Linked DNA regions of Sus scrofa: region 1 is linked to region 2. The links are chromatin contacts, called in public Hi-C maps. All regions are on one chromosome and are shown on one strand. The core of a region is the stretch at or near the end of the contact, and the rest is flanking DNA. Distances in the headings are between cores, read along the strand shown.

Region 1 (2,700 bases), core at 13-2,512, 240 kb after region 2:
TCAGCCCCCAGCCCAGTAACTTCCATATGCTGTCGGTGGGGCCCTAAAAAGCAAAGCAAAGAAAGAGAAAGAAAAATGTGTGCTTATTAAACTTCAGGCTAAGAGAGCATCAGAAAATTCAGAGTTCATTGAAACGTCTTATTTACTGTGTAGTTTTTGTTAACTACTGATTCAGATACTCCAGGAATCAGAAAATTGTAAAACTTTTTTTTGTTTGTTTGTTTGTTTTGGCCATGCCAATGGCATGTGGAAGTTCCTGGGCCCAGGGATTGACCCTCAGCTGCTGCAGCGACAATGCCAGATCATTAACCTGCTGCACCATGAGAGAATTCTAGAAAACTTTCTGGTGTTTTTTTTTTTTTTTTTTTTTTTTTTTGCTTTTTAGGGCTGTACCCACAGCATATGGAGGTTCCAGGCTAGGAGTCCAATCAGAGCTGTAGCCTCCAGCCTACACCCCAGCCACTGCAATGCCAGATCTGAGCGTCATCTTCGATCTATACCACAGCTCAAGGCAACGCTGGATCCTTAACCCACTGAGCAATGCCAGGGATCGAACCCTCAACCTCATGCTTCCTAGTCAGATTCATTTCTGCTGTGCCACAAAACTGTTTTTTTTTTTTTTTTTTTTTTATAAAGAATCCAGAAGAAGATTTAAAATATAATAACTAAAGTTTCTTGAGTCATTGCTACATACCAATCACCGTGTAAAAACCCTTTATAAGAAGGCTAACGAAAATCATAAGAGGTGAAATACTGTGTCGTCCCTGCCCCCCCCCCCCCCCCCATTTATAGATGAGGGAAATGAGGTTGAGAGAGATGAGTAACCTGCCCTAAAGTGCTGGAGTTAGGATAGGAATCCATGTGTGCCGGACTTAAAAATTCACCAGTTTAACAGTTTAATAACTTTTCTTTTCTTGATTTTTAAGTAGACTAATTTTCAGAAGTGAAACACAAGGATTTTTTTGCATACACTGGAATATATTTTTATCTTTCTGTAGTTAGTACATGGGTATCTAACTCTTCAGTGGCTACATACAGTTGATCCTTGAGCAACATGGGTTTGAACTGTTTATACCCACTTATGTGGAATTTTTTTAATAAATATATACTGTAGTACTATGTGATCTGTGGATATGGAGGACCAACTGTGAAGTTATACATGGATTTTTTGATTGTGCAAAGGGTTGGTACCCTTAACCCCCTACACTGTTCAGCTGTCAGCTGTGACCTTTTATTGAGTGAATCTACATGGATTGTTTAATTAGTTACCTATTGACGTACTAAGCTGCAGGAATGCCCGGCAACTGTTCAGTATATTTGTAGGGTAAAGTCCAAGCAACAGAATCAATAGTTTAGAAGGTTTGTACGTTTTGCTTGATAGGGCCTAATTGCTCTCCAAAAAGATTGTTCCATTTTATAATCCTATCAGGCTTTTTCACTGGTAACACTAGATATTTTCACACTTTGTGTGTGTGTGTGTGTGTGTGTGTGTCTGTCTTTTAGGGCCGCGTCTGTGGCATGTGGAGGTTCCCAGGCCAGGGGTCGAATTGGAGATGTAGCTGCCACAGCCACAGCAATGCAGGATCTGAGCTGCATCTTTGACCTACAGCACAGCTCATGGCAATGCTGGATCCGTACCCACTGAACGAGGCCAGGGGTAGAACCTCAGGATGCTAGTCAGAATCGTTTCCTCAGAGCCATGACGGAAACTCCTGTTTTCACACTATTAAATCTTTGTAAAATTAGATGAAAAATGGTACTTCATTGTTTTGATTTGCATTAATTATGGTTGAGCATTTTTTAAAGAACTGTTTCTAAGAACCACTTATTCGTGTAATTTATTTCTTAGTGCTTTATTTGTGATAGTTCTTTTCATCTTGAGTGATTTGTTTGCCATATATATTGCAGATACTTTCCTACAACTTGTTTTCTTGATAATTCTGAAAGATTATGTAGATAGTTCTAATAAAATATTAAGCATACAAAGAAGCATAATGAATAATTAAATGAACACTTAACCACCCCAAAGTCATATCTTAACATTTTGCCGTATTAACTTTTGTCTCTTCTGGAAATAAAACAAACATTTGAAATTTACTTGTTCATGGTCCTTTTTCTGTCTACATTCCCCCCTAAACTATTCTCAGTGCATGTTCTTATATTATTACTATATGTGAGTATCAATAAATAGTATTGTGAAAAAAATTTAAAAATCACATTGTTCTTTATGTTTTAAAAAATTTATATAAATGATTGGAGTTCCCGTGGTGGTACAGTGGAAACGAATCTGACTAGGAACCATGAGGTTGAGGGTTTGATCCCTGGTCTCTCTCAGTGGGTTAAGGATCTGGTGTTGACATGAGCTGTGGTGTAGGTCACAGATGTGGCTCCAATACCGTGTTGCTGTGGTATAGGCTGGCAGCTATAGCTCCAATTGGACCCCTAGCCTGGGAACCTTCTTATGCCGTGGGGGCGGCCCTTAAATGACAAAAGACCAAAAAAAAATTTATATAAATGATTATCATGTATATGATATTTATGTCAGCTATATATAAATGATTACCATTAAATATATTGTTTTTACATTTGTTAATAATATCTTTGAGATTTTTTTCCCCCCTGTGTTGATATCTGCAGATTTGGTGTAATTATTTTAAAAAATTGCAGTATTCTCTTTGTGCCTGTGTATCACATTTTGTT
Region 2 (2,700 bases), core at 175-2,674:
AGTGCGAGACGTAGCTTCGCTCGGATCGCTCCCGGCCCCTTTCGGGCCCCTCTTGGCTGCCTCGCCTTCCTCCCCAAGTCCCTAGTGTACAAACTTGCAGACCCGGGACGAAGCCCGGAATATAACAGGCAACTCCAAGCCGCCCCTTGGAGCTCAGCAAGTTACAAAGCAGAGAAGCAGAACCCAGAGCAGTCGGCTCGCAGCATCAGTGCCCCATACCCTGGCATCTCAGGATTCCCCCAAATCCCACCCGGCTCTCCAGGGCCCGAAACAACACCTCGAAACCCAATACCCTTTCCAGGAAGGGGACTCGCCCTCCGAACACCTAGTCCACCCCCTGGGGCCCGGAAGCCCCAACTCCGGGGCTGTCCTCTGCTCTGAAGCGTAGGCCAGCTCGCAACCGGACACTTGCCCCCAAACCAAAGCGCAAGCCCCCCATCCTCTCTCCCGCGTCCAGAGATGAGGACTCGCAGTCCTAGAGATGCTGGTTTCTTCCAGCGTGTTCAGTCGCTCCCCTGGCCCTCCAGCGAGCACCTCGCCCCAGCAGCTCCAGTCGAGGGGCTTCTGTAGCGCCACCCCGTCCCCCTAGCTCACTAGTCCCTGGGGACACAGCCAGGGTATCTTCGCTCGCCTTGCCTCCCTTCTTCAGCCCAGTGGAGAGAGCCCGTGAGAGAGAGCGTCGAGGGTCTCGGTCCTCCCCGTTTAGCCCCAGGAGCTCCCGCACCTCCCGGGCTGCGGGGCGGAGAGTCCCGCTCGCCTCCCGCGAAGCCCAGCGGCCGCGCATCCCGCTCGCCTCCGAGCCCGGAGCAAAGTGGAGCGTGAGGCTTCGCCGCGCCGCAGCCTGGACCCGGTGGGCTGGGGACAGAGAACACTCCTCCCGCAGGGCAGTGGCGCAGCCCGCTCCCCGTTTTGCAATCCGGCCGCGGAGGTGGGGGGGCTCGGCCGGTTTCCACCCACCCCGGCCCCGGGAGGCGGCGCGGAGGCTTCGGCGGCCCGCGTCAGCTGCCCGAGGGCAAGGCACGGCGCCGTCCCTGGGCAAAGGCTCGCTGCCGCGGGCCGCCGCCCCCCGGCCGGCCCCGTCGCCCGGCCGGGTAGGGGCCGAAGCCGCCGCGGCCTAGTCCCGGAGGGAGACCGCTCCCGCGCCCGCTCCCGCCCCCCGGCCGGCCCCGCCGCCGCCCGTCGCCGCCCTGCAGCCCCGCGCCGCCGCGCCGCCCCCCGTGGGGCCGTGAGAAGGGCCCCGGATCCCCCAAAGCCGGCTCGGGGACCACGAGAGGCCGCCGGGCGCCCGCTCCAGCCCGGCCGCTCCTGCCCGGTTTTCCTGCTCACCTCCGCCATATTGGTACCTTTAGGGCGAACGAGCAGCGCCGAGCCCAGTCCCCGGATGGGGCGCCTGAGCCAATCGCAGCCGCCGCCGCCGCCGCGGTCCGCCCGGCACCCGCCCGGCGGCGGAGGCGGCTCGGCCCCTTATAGGGCAGGGCGGCCCGCGACACCCCCGGCCCGCTCGTCAGCACACCCCTCCCGGCGCCCCTCGCCGCTCCCCGCGCCCACTGCGGACCGGTCGACCCGCACCCGCTTTCACCCGCCTTTCCCTTCTTGGCTGTAGTAAAGTTCCTGCCAAATTGTAGGCGGACGGGGACGGATGGAAACACGAGCGCGGGACAGACCAGGTCCAGCAAATCCAGGCCCAAGAGCCGTCCGTGGCGGCTACGGAACAACCGACCGATACTCCGGTCCGGGAGGACGTGGGGGAAGTGAGCGACAGACTTGGAGGGACAACTCTACAGACTTTCGTAAGTTAGAAGAGAGGAGGTGGTCGACGGAGTATATTGATGGCTGAGAGGAAGCCCCGAGAAATGGGAGAGGAGACTGATGGACGGCAGGGTCAATCCAGGATGGGAGGACAGCTACCAGGCATTTTTCAGTTTCGCCTAAGAGACCTGCAGGAGTGGGTGATGCTGATCAGCCCATGGAGTACGTGGTGGAAGTAGTCATTTACCAAACAGGCTCTGGAAGATCGTGACAGTACCGAAGATAAGACAAAAGATAACAGGGCAAGGAAGTGATGATGAGTAGACTTGGCACAATTCAAAGAGATGCTTACAAAATATAAACTGTGCACGTGCGAAAAGAAAATTTGAACAGTGCTAGAGGTTGTTAATCACCAAATAGTCCAGGGGATGACCCAGAGGTACACACTTGATAGACCTATGGAAGGGCAGGAATATAGTAGTATATCAGAGGCTCTGAACTGAGTCCCAAAACTCGACCTCCCACCTCCTTCCCAAAAAGGTCAAACATTTGCTTAGGGTCAAATGGGAAAGGAGACCTGTGGGCACTGGATGGGTTGAGGAGGGAGGACAAGGCTTAAGAGGTGTACCTGATCCTAAGCATGCGGTATGGCCATTTGATCTTCACTGGGAGACCTAAGTGTAACTCCTGGCAGGTCCATGTTCACAATTAATAACTTTGAGCAAATTACACAAAAATATTCACCAACAACTAGTTGGTAGCTCACAGAGGCAAATCCTGCAAGAAATCAAGTCTGCATGCCTTGGGACATGGCTTGTCTTGAGGCAGGAGACCAGAAATAATATGTATGGAAAACAAAGAAAAAATGTGGAAAAGAGAATTTTACTCTAAGGTCCTGGATAAGTGAGATGCCAACACAATCAGAGAAGTATGGCAGGCCCTACAGAAACT

What was found. A called contact is a pair of places that touch in the nucleus more often than the background predicts.
Region 1: a contact with region 2 is called in a Hi-C map of liver, with 10 times the contacts expected there. The contact joins the enhancer-like site here to the promoter of MIER3 in region 2. A contact is called at or near these places in 1 of 5 promoter capture datasets (liver), 10 of 47 Hi-C or Micro-C datasets (embryonic fibroblasts, epiblast stem cells, fetal heart ventricle and 5 more) and 2 of 2 datasets of contacts at active chromatin or transcription factors (alveolar macrophages and skeletal muscle).

The regions. Positions count from the first base shown.
Region 1 is chr16:36,261,214-36,263,913 of Sscrofa11.1, forward strand. All of the region lies in intron 3 of GPBP1 (vasculin), which reads left to right. Among named protein-coding and RNA genes, the nearest start is that of GPBP1, 45 kb to the left of the region's middle. Within about 2 kb of position 1,263, at least 5 of the 83 cell types and tissues checked have an H3K27ac peak or open chromatin away from gene starts, as enhancers often do. A contact at or near this core is called in liver, where this site is marked.
Region 2 is chr16:36,024,000-36,026,699 of Sscrofa11.1, forward strand. It overlaps MIER3 (mesoderm induction early response protein 3), which reads right to left and starts at 1,425. Exons shown (of 13, transcript XM_003359776.4): 1 at 1,327-1,425. The coding sequence starts at 1,335.